2 separate regions of the Mus musculus genome follow, and region 1 is linked to region 2. The links are chromatin contacts, called in public HiChIP or PLAC-seq maps. All regions are on one chromosome and are shown on one strand. Each heading gives the region's core, a stretch centred on a gene start, on an enhancer-like site or on the middle of the called end of the contact. The rest is flanking DNA. Distances are from core to core; before and after follow the strand shown. Region 1 holds the start of Vav2 (vav 2 oncogene). Region 2 holds the start of Sardh (sarcosine dehydrogenase).

Region 1 (5,431 bases), core at 378-2,877, 180 kb after region 2:
CCGAGGCTGGAGTCGCCCTCCACCAGGCAGCCGTAGACTGGGGAGCCGGCGCACACAAACCGTTCCCGCGGCGGTGGTAGCGCGCCCTAGACTGGGGGACTTTAGCCAACTTCGCGCCTTCGGGGACCGCCGCTCTCTAGAGCGGGAAGAGGAGACCGGGATGTGACCTGCTCTGCACTGACCCCTGAGCCAGAAGCTCCGGCCAGAGAACCTGGGCCTCCCGCGGCCCACGCTCCAGTCAATGCGCCCCTCAGATCGCACACCCGAGTCCCTCCTGCAGTGCCGGGACCCTCACCTGGGACATCTGCGGCCGGAAGTTGATGTCCTTAAGGTCGATGGAACCGGGGGAGAGGTTGTGCAGCAGCTGGCACAGAAGGACGCCGTCGCGCAGCGCCTGCGCCAGGTCGAAGACCACCGCCGAGGGCCACACGACGCGGTGGTTGGGCGGCAGGACCTTGCAGTCGATGAGCCAGCGGCCGCATTGCCGCCACTGCTCCATGGCGCCCGCGGCGCCTGTGCGCTCGCCGCTGCGGCCGCTGGCCAGCTGGCTCAGGGTAGCGCTCCGGCCAAAGTGCGGTGACCGCGGGGCATCCCGCCCGCCCGCGCGGGGCTCGGCCGCCGGGGCGGGGCTTCGCGCAGGCGGCCCCGGGTCCCCGCTGCGCGGCCGCACGGCCCTCCTCTTCCTCCTCCTCCTCTTCGGGCTACTAGCCGGCCGCCGCTCCCGCCCACGTGCGGCCAACCGGCGCTCGCGGGGCAGCGTGCGGGGTCCCTCTTTCACACACACAAGTCCGCTCGTGCTCCGGCCGGGGCTCCACGCCTCCTGCAGTCGCAGCGCTTCTCGATCCGCCCCTCTGGGCGCCGCATTCTGAGCTCCGGGCGCCCCGCTTCGGCCACCGCTCCTGCCCCACCCGAGACAAAGGCGCAGCGGGTCGCTCGCTCCCTGCGTCCGGCGCCTGAGCTGCTCGCTCCACCGTCGCTTTGTTCGCCGGGCCCGCGGGCTCTACGCCACTCGCGGGGCACTGGGACTCCGAGGCTCCGCGGCTCCTAGGCGCTGGGGGTGCAGGGGGCGCGGCCACGGCCGGGCGGGGCCGGGGGCGGAGCTGGCACCTTCACCCGGCACCTCCCCGGAGACCCAAGCACCGCCTCCAACCCGTCCTCCCACTTCCTGCCCCTGGGCCGCCAGCGAAAGTTGAGGAAGGCGGGGCTCCTGAGCAGGCTCCCCGCCCACGACTTTCCCTAGGTGCACGTGGAGGCTGGAGGTCTTTCTTGCGGTGCGATGAGGCCGCCGCACGGCAGAAGAGACTAGAAGATGACCGCGGTAACGCTGGGTGCCCTTGCAGGGTCTTTCGGCAAAGATAGACCCCAGAACGCGAACCAGGCTGGCCTACACACCCTACGCCCCTATGGCCTCTTCCAGTCCTCTGTCCTTGCCAGGGTCCGCAAGACACTCCGCCTCCACAATAACGGAGAGAGGGGGAAAAAAATCCTTCACTTTCAGCCCCCTTGATTGTCTAGTGGGAGGTGCTGGAGAGATAGACCGTGTTGTGTCCTGAGGACATTGTGACAGTGGGAGGGACTTCAAAAGCATAAATAACTGATTTTTGTGATTAAAATTAATTTGCTCTGGACAGTATCAGGAGCTGTGGGTTCTTGGTAAAGAAGAAGGGAACCCCACAAAGCCAAGTCTTCTATGAGACTGGTGTCATGAAAGGGAGCTAGAAGAGAGGAAAGTGACCAGTTTCCAAGAGCCGAGCTTTTGTGGGCGGTGTTCTGTCAGCCCCTGCCTCTCTCAGTTTACCTGGGCCAGGGAAGGATGACAGATCTGTCCCCTGCACCCAGGGAAGTCCCTCCCAGAAAGGCCTCTCTCTGCAGGAAGTCCCATCACCTGCCCCACCTAAGGAGGAAGCATGAACCCTAATCCTAGAGATCCGGCAGAGAAGCCAGGTAGAGCCTTCAGCCCCTCTACTTCACCTCTGAATAGCTTCAGGGGAAGGACCTCCTGCGGACTGGGGGTTAAATCGTCCAAAGCACAGGGCTACAGGCAGACCCTCCAGCATCTCCCTAAGAGTCATTCAACACCCTGCACCAAAGGGAGGAAAAAGAAAGAAGGAAAGAAAGGAGATTGCAAAGCTGAAAGCAAAGCACCCTGCTAAATGCTGCTGCATTCATGCCTTGGCGTGTGTACCCAGGGAGCTCTCTCACAGAAAAGAGGCCTCTGTGCTCCCAGCACTCCAGCCTTCCTGCCTCATCAGAAGCTAAGACCAGGTCTAGGACAAACGAATTTTGCCATCCAATCAAGCGTTCGTCTGCTGCCCCCTGGTGGTCTTGAGGGCAATGGCATCAGCTGACAGCCTAGATGCTACAAAAGAGGGGTCTGTCTGTCTTTGAGGGGCTGTAGTGCAGAGCATATAGTGGAGTTAGCATGTCAGTCCTCCAAGTCAGAAGATCCAGGCCTCCTGGCACCAGCAGAACTCTCTGGTACCCAATTCCTTATCTGGCTAGTGGGGACATCACTCATCTCGGAAATAATAGAAAGGATGAATGAAGAAAAGCTGGGTGGGAAGTATTCCAGGTGTCTGTTGTGCATGTGTAGGTCAGAGTTCACGAGCTCAAAACAAACATGCGGAGGACTGGTAAAGGGGATCTTTCTCCTCACCCATTCTCTCAGCCCAGAACTGTTCACCAGGATTGCCCTCTGGAAGTGTCCAAGAGAAGTGTACCTCCCCACTTTGGTCATGAGCACCACTGAAAGCCACTTGTGCTGAATACCAGAGCTCTGCAGTGAACTGAGCAGACGAAACCCTGAGGTAGGAACTGTCAACCCCAGCCACATGTCTGGGATGTGGGAAGTGGGCCACCAACTAACCATGCACGAGGCTTCAGAGAAGAATGCCCCTGGAAAGGGGTAGCAGGTCTCCTGGGAGCTCTTACGGGATAGGGGCAAGCATGGCTATGGAGAGCCAGGCCTCGTCCAGAGGCAGTTCTACATCATAACGGAACTAAACATCTCTGTCTTCCCAGTCATGAGCTGGTCAGCTACAGCGTATTCTTTTATGGACTCTGATGTTAACTCCCCACTTCTAATTTGCCAGCAAGTTTCAGATTCTGAGCACTGCCAGCTCTGCCACCACCAAGGTCTATGTTCCTCCCCTTGGGTTCCTCAGCAGCCCGCTTCTACCTTGCCTTTCAGTCTGCCCTCCACAGCCAGCAAGGACCGAACCAAATCTAGATGCAACCCTGTCACTCTGTGACAGCACAAAACAAGCCCTTTGTGGTACTCAGCTCTCTAAAGATAAAATCTTTAGGCCTAGGGCTCTTTAAAAGAACACTGTTTGACAAGCATGAGGCCCCATCTCTAGCCCTTACAGCAGCGATTCTCAACCTGTGGGTCTGGACCCCTTGGGGCTAGGTTGCCTAAGACCATTCAAAGACACGGATATTTACATCATGAATCATAACAGTAACAAAAATTAGTTTTGATGTAACATAATATAATTGCAGTGAAAAATAATGTTATGGTTAGAGGTCACCACAACATGAGGTTGTGTTCAATACAGTTGTATTAAAGGGTCACAGCAAGCCGGGTGTGGTGGCGCACTCCTTTAATCCCAGCACTCGGGAGGTAGAGGCAGGCGGATTTCTGAGTTCGAGGCCAGCCTGGTCTACAAAGTGAGTTCCAGGACAGCCAGGGCTACACAGAGAAACCCTGTCTCGAAAAAACAAAAAGAAAAAAGAGAAAGAAAGAAAAGAAAAGAAACAAAGGGTCACAGCATTAAGAAGGTTGAGAACCACTGTCTTAAAGGAAAGGAAAAAGGAAAAAAAAAATGGCAGAATCTCTGCCGTGCAAACCCCCTATGACACAGCTTCCTTCTCTGGCTGCATCTTCTATGCCGCTCCTAGTTTTTTGCACTTCCAGTTTATCTGCCTAGAATTCTTCTACCAGAGAGAGACTTGACCAAGACTCTGGCTAGCAGAAAATGGATTTGAACTAGGTTCTCAACATGGAGTCCATTTTCCCATTGCTCCCAGCAGAGCTGTTTGTTTTTACTCCAGGCTGACCTGACCGTAAGGCTTAGGTGTCAGCAGGAGAGAAATCACAGAACACAACCTGTCTCTGCCCTCCAGGGCTCCTGCAGTGTCCCAACGACCCCCACGGTGAAACACTGGTCACCTGGCAACGCCAGGACAGGTCTCTGACCAGATCGCAAGTACCTCTGAGCACACAGCTGCCTCAGAGAAAGCATCTACAGACACTGGACTGTCCCAGAAACTGAGGGCCTCCCCTCCAGACCAGTCATTTTGACTCTTGGTTCATGTGTCCCCAACAAACACCCAGACACATTGCATGCTCTCTGTGCTTTTCATCAAAAAGGCCACCATCGAAGGTCTCTCGCTCACAGGGTCCAGCAAGGCTTCGAATTCAAAGGAATACCAGCATTGGCCTTCCTTTTCTCTACCACCTGGTCTACAGCCCTGAACCTTTTTTTACATCTTTTTACTGGTCCCTCAATCCATCTACCTGGCCCTTTGGATACTTAGCCTCTGATCTACTTAGTCCTTCATTCCCCTGCTCAGCCCTCCCGTGTCCCTTCCCTCTGTCTTTCCTTTCACATGGCTCAGGCCAGCCTCCCACCTGTCCATCACTACCTGCCCCACTCCTACCCACCCACTTATTACCTGCATCCACCCACGCAACCTACCAACTGGACCATACTGACTGCGCCCTGGCTTCCTTTCCGGAGAAGGGGAAGTGGATGTTTTGGTGGAGTGAGGGATTTCTTCTCACATCCAACCCACATGAACACACATTTTGCAAATTCCATTTGGAGCTCCATCAGGCAAATTCAGCTGTCACAATTTCCCAGGAAATTATAGGTGTAGGGAAAGACCATCTGGCCCGCCCTAGAGACGGAGCACGCCTTGCCTTGCTGGGTGATGGGTGTGGGCGCTCTTGCTTTTCCTTTGAAAAGACAAAATGGAGACTTTTCACTGCTTGTTGCTTCAAATTCAAATTTAAGCCAAAGGCCACAGTCTAGAGACTGACCACTTCACTGAGGTCTCTGAAATCTTGCTGTGACACAGTCGTGACTTGGGCACCTGCCGATGACTGTGCAAACCTGAGGACAGCTCCCCTGAGACCTGTCCTGAGGCTTTAGAGGCTTCTGAGAAGACCCTATCAGAGAGCACTGGGGCCAGGACACTGTTCAGCTCTCCGCATGAGGCTTAGAGGCAGAGTTGGGGTGGCTCTGATTTCCACAGGAGCCCTCATCACAAAGCCACAAGCCACCCGGATACTAGGTAAATGGAGCTGGTCCAGTTGCACCCCCTTTGGCTGCATATGAATAACAAGCACTAAGCATGTTTCCAGACAGGCTCAGCGGACCACGGTGGCTGCTGGAAATGTTGGCTCTTAGTAAAATGAAGTTGATAC
Region 2 (5,383 bases), core at 53-2,552:
AGACCAGGGAAGAAAGAAAGATGCCTCCAAGGGATCTCTCACGCTCTTTCCTGGGATCAGCAGTCAAAGCAAAGGCTTTGGCTGAGTGGGGCTGGCTTCTTTAGTATTAAAGACTGTTACTTGGGAACTCAGTGTCTAGTTAACCGAGAAAGTCGCTTTCATCATCCACTGTGGGTGACAAGCTCTGTGTATTAACTCACTCCCACAGACTGGGCTGGCTCCCCTGACTTTTGTCTCCACTTTAGGGACGAGACTGAAGTAAGGGAAGCGTCTGTCATGGGCCTCTGTTTGGCCGCACTGAACAAACTGCGCTGTGATCTGAAAGCCAAATACTCCCCTGTTCCCTCCCAGCCTGCAGATTGGGACCCTCGGTGTCACCATGTCCCACTTGTGACCACGGTGAACCCTCACTGAGCACAGTAGGGTTAAGAATGGGTCAGAGTCAAGCCACCCACCTCGGTACCCGACTCCAAGGGGTCTATACTCTGAGCAACCTCTGGAGTGGGGAGGGGTTGGATTTTCAGGCAGGAGCTGTCCTTGTCCTTACAGTCTCTTGAGCCATCCCCATCCCTACAGTGACAGCTGTCAAGTCTTCTGTGGTTTCCATGAATGAGACAGGAAGGTATTCCTGTCAGCAGGGATCTATACATACCTTAGTCTTTCAATGGGTTCCTTGGTCTTCCAGAAGCTCCTGAGAGGTTCCTAGCAAGGAAAAGTCAGCATGATATGGATCCAATCGGGGCTCTGCAAGTCCAAACAGTGCCTCTACCTTAGGACACCATGCCAGGCACTGCATACATGCCAGAGGAGCCTCCTTCCTCTGCAAACTATGCCCAGTGCCAATGCTGCTGGCCCAAGGAGCTGCCACGTGCTCCTTCCTTGCCAGCCCAGCTAGTCAGAGCAGGGGTGGGGGGTGGGGCAGCCAGGCCCCCAGCCTGCTCCTCCTCCTTCAGAACAGGTACTTCATTAACCTGCCCTCTGGCCTCTGCAGCTCTCTCCCTCAGCTTTCCAAGGGCCAGGGCACAGGACACAGGGAATGAGAACTCAGTCACAGACCTGAGGCCTCAGACACAGGGCCCTTTTTTAAGGCAGCACTAGAAGGGTATGAGAAAGAGCCCAAGAGGGGAAGACACTCTGCAGAGCCCTCTCATAAGGGACCCCCCCTCCTGCCCTCCCACAGTTATCCATGGCCGTCCCATCTACTCCACGGTCTTTCAACCAGAAGAAGAGGGAGGTCCCAGCTAGCAAGCAGCTAGCTCCAACCCTGCCCATGAAGGGGCTGTCGGGGACACTGCCCCTCCCTTCTTTCCCAGGCTGCATCTGGGTCTAGCTGAACAAGCCACCCACTCCCTTGCTGCTGGTCCGGACTACAACCGGGGCAGGAATGTTCCTCCCACCACCCCAGCTTCCTGGACAACCCAGCTGGGACAGCTGCCAAGTGGGCAGTTCTCCTGGCTGGCCAGCAGAGAAGGACTGTGAAACCAGAGCCCAGCTCTGTGGATGACCTCTTTCTCGTATTTCCTTCCTCATCTCTAATCCAGGGGTCTCCATACTGCTGTGATGACCCTGGGCATCCTGCCTTCCCAACCTTGCCTACCCTGGTTCCCCACCCCCGAAGCCAGCTCCATCTGTAGTTGGCTGTGTAGGTAGACTTGAGGCCCCTGGTGAGATCATCTTGGCACTAGTCTATGTTTCCAACCCCAGCTTGCTCACTCCTGGGATCAGACAGGCTATGGAGGAAGTCAGGCAGCTGCCCATAGTCTGTGCCCATTCCAGGTGTATGTTTCAAAACCTCTGGATATCCAAAGAATCAGAGGAGGTACTAGAGATGGGGTGCTGGAATTCACAACTAGATACTTTTACTGGCACAGAGCTGTCCATCTATGTGCCTTGCTGTCAGCTTGTCTCTAACGTACATTTACTGAGCACCTACTGCATACAAAGTAGCTCCTGGGAACCCAGGTCTGGCATCCAGGGGCTTATGAACCAGAAAGCAAAGATGGAGGGAGGGGCCCCCTCATGGCTGCCCACGGAGCTGCTCATTTCAGAAAGGGAGCAGAAACTTTCTGGTTAACCACTGTTGCCAAAGGTCTCAATCTCTGCCTTGAGGCTGGTTGCTGGCCCCACCAGCATGAGACTTCTTCGGGACAATGTGGGATCCCGAGATAAGGGACCCCTGACCTGCCCACGTGTAGCTTATCCCAACAAACCCAAACAAAACTGAGGTCAGGCTCTGCTCACCAGACAAGCTGACTAGAGAGAAGGAGGTAAAAACCTTGCCTAAGCCTTCTTCTGTGTCCCAGCCTCCGTGGTGTGTGAGGGACAGACACCTAGTTAATATAGCCCTGGGGCAATGGCTGGGCCAGGCAAACTCTAACAGTTGCATAATCACCAGGACTTTGGACAGGGGTGGTGGCTGCAGGCTGGGACTGGTGGCTGGTCAGCACTGTAGGAGTTGTTGTTGACCCCAGCATGTTATCCTGCGCAGGTCAAGGAGAGGGAGGCTGTGCCCATGAGTGCTGAAGGGCACAGCTCATATCCAGGGTCTAAAGGGCAAGGTCCTTCTGACACTGGCATGGATGTAGGCTGCTCTCCTCATCTCTCCTGCCACCAGGCAGAATTGTGGTCCAACCTACCCTATCCCATCCTCCACCCCGCCCTACTCCCACAATCCCATTCCACCTTATTCCCCCTTTGTTAGACTAGAGTCACAGAACTTATGGAGTGTCTAAGGGGATTTATTGTAACGACTTACAGTCTGCAGTCCAACTAACCCAACAATGGGCAGCTGCGAATGGGAAGTCCAAGAATCTAGTAGTTGCTCAGTTCCAGGAGGCTGGATGTTTCTGTTGGTCTTCTGTGTAAGCTGGAATCCTGAAGAAGCAGGTTCCAACAGATGTGCTAGCAAATAATTGCAAGCAGGCGAAGAAGAGTGAGTCTTTCTTCTCCCAATGTCCTTATGTAGGCCTCCAGCAGAAGATTTGGCTCGGATTAAAGGTGTGCCACCACCATGCCTACACTTAAACCGTTCTTTCTTAGAACTTGCTCTGTCCCAGGCTGGCCTTGAACTCAGAGATCTGCTTGCCTCTTTTTCCTGGGATTAAAGGCATGTGCCACCTTGCCTGGTCCTAAGCTTTCATGGCCACTCTGCCTCAAGACCTGGATCAAAAGCACGTGTCTTTCAGCCTCAAGATCTGGATCACAGATGTGCCGTCATTTCTGGATTACAGTTCATTTCAGATATAGTCAAGTTGGCGACTGAGAATAAAGCCATCATATCACCCCACACTACTGTCAGTTTTATAGCATTCTTAGAACTTTCTGATTTTTTTTGACTCTCCTAGTTTATGGGAGGGGCATGGTTACAAAAAACAAAAGTAGCCCTGTGGGTAGAAAAGGGGGTGGGGAGGATCTTGGGGGTTATAAGAAGATTGGGTATCTGGGAGGAAGGGAGCCTGTAGGCTGGACTGGGGAGCTTTGAAATGTATAAGTACTTGTGAGTAGGGGTTGAGAGCACTTAAAGGCTAGCATGGACCTGGATAAGCTGATAGGCATCACAGGCATATGTTAACAGGAGAACCATAGGCCCCTTTTGCCAGAGAGAAGGGTAAGTGGGAAGCAACTTCACAAGTTCCTGAGCAATGCTGGCTTTTATATCTAACCACCAGAAATCCTCCTATATCTGGGTTAAGCTCATTTCTGGACATTCGGACTGCCTTTTGGAGTTTGGGGGTTGAGTTTCCTTTGGCGAGGACACTGGAGCTCACCAGGAAGGAAGCACACTACAAGCAGAGTCACCGTTGATTCCATTCTCCAGGGTGGGGGGCTAGCTCCCGGCCACAGCCTTACCCAGGTGCACAAACTCAGCAAGGTTTGTGGCAGACTGGCCTCCCCTGCCCTCAACACCCTGAGACTTCCTTCTAACCCAGCGGGCTCCTACCTGCTGAACAGCCCTGCAGGGCTGAAGGGTTGCAGACCACCCCTAAGGGGGTACAAGTCCCTAGCAAGAAGGTGCTGGGGGGGGGGGGAGGGTCTTCTCCAAACTCCACATGTGGCCCTGCAAAGAGGACACTAGCAACAAGATGGGCCCTCTCTCTGACCCACTCAGAGGAATGTATAAACTGACATGACAGCGTCGTGGTGTAGCTATTAGAGAGAGAACAGCCAGAGGTAACTGTGAGCGTCCAGAGCAGAGAAAGAAGTAAATTGAACATGGACAGTAGATGGAACCTGGCCATGAAAGGCACATGAAGGGAGGGATGGAGAGAGGAAGAGAGGGAGGGAGGGAGGTAAGGAGGGAGGTAAGGAGGGAGGGAGGGAGGGAGGGAGGGAGGGAGGGAGGGAGGGAGGGAGGGAGGGAGGCATAGTAGGGTTATAAGGGGAAGGAGTAGCTGAGGGAGGGAAGTCCTAGCACTGGAGGGAGTTTAGGGTAGGATAGGAGGTTGGAAGAGTAAGGAAATATTACATTGTTACACTTTGAAACCTATAACAGGCACTTGGGACACTTGAGAGCCAGGAGGCCAGCATGTACTTTGATATGCTAATGCACACTAGATAGCCATTTATCCCTTTGGGCTTTTGGAGTTTGGAGAAATGGAGTCTCCTTGGGGCTTGAGAAGGAAAGGGTGCACAGGAGCCTGGATGCTCTGCGAAGCTGCTCTGAGCAGTGTGGGTGTGAAGGAGCTAAAGGGGCCAAAGGGCAGCTGTGCGTGCGTCCTCTCAGCGGCCCCTCTCATTGTACAGATGAGAAAACTAAGGCAGGACAAAGCCTTTGGGTGACATGGGGGTTTTTGTTTTGTTTTGTTTTGTTTGCTTTTCTTTTGTTTGTTTGTTTGTTTGTTTGTTTTTAAAAGCCAGGCAAGTGGCTTGTGCTTGTACCTCCAGCCCAAGCCCTGAACTTTGATCCCCAAAATCTATCTTAAAAAAAGAGACGGGGCACCATGGTGCATGCTTGTGATCTCAGCAATGTGAAGGTGGCAACAGGAGCTTGCTAGCCAGTCGGCCTCACCTATTCGTTTAGTTCCAGGCCAATGAGACCCTGTCAGAAAAACAGATTCAGGGTAAGTCAGGATCCTCCTGGGGAGCAAGTGGCAACTCTCCCAGGACAGCCATTCCAGAAAGACTCTGGGCATCTTTCTGGCCTTGGCCAGCTTGTGTGAGAACTGCACCTCCCAGAGGACCAGGACTTCTTGGCACAGCATCAGCCCCCACCTCTGGGCTCCTGCCCTGCTTGAGTTCCTGTGATGATGAACTGTGGAACAATAAGCAGAATAAGCCCTCTCCTCCCCAAGTTTCTTTGGTCATGGTGTTTCATCACAGCAATAGTAGCCCTGGCTAAGAAGGGGCCCACCCATCATTTATTTCGTCCTGTTACATTTTCCAC

The links. HiChIP or PLAC-seq counts read pairs in DNA pulled down with a chosen protein or histone mark.
Region 1: an H3K4me3 HiChIP or PLAC-seq map of embryonic stem cells shows a contact between it and region 2, with 27 read pairs. The contact joins the promoter of Vav2 here to the promoter of Sardh in region 2. A contact is called at or near these places in 4 of 39 promoter capture datasets (the 3T3-L1 cell line, Sertoli cells, embryonic stem cells and 1 more), 1 of 15 datasets of contacts at CTCF or cohesin (embryonic stem cells), 6 of 484 Hi-C or Micro-C datasets (the N1E-115 cell line, bone marrow-derived macrophages, embryonic stem cells and 2 more), 11 of 115 datasets of contacts at active chromatin or transcription factors (the 230-238 cell line, embryonic forebrain, embryonic hindbrain and 7 more) and 4 of 9 other capture datasets (adipose tissue, embryonic stem cells, liver and 1 more).

Annotation. Positions count from the first base shown.
Region 1 is chr2:27,425,981-27,431,411 of GRCm38.p6, forward strand. Vav2 (vav 2 oncogene) reads right to left here and starts at 1,628. Exons shown (of 28, transcript NM_009500.2): 1 at 296-1,628. The coding sequence starts at 499.
Region 2 is chr2:27,246,001-27,251,383 of GRCm38.p6, forward strand. Sardh (sarcosine dehydrogenase) reads right to left here and starts at 1,303. Exons shown (of 21, transcript NM_138665.2): 1 at 653-1,303.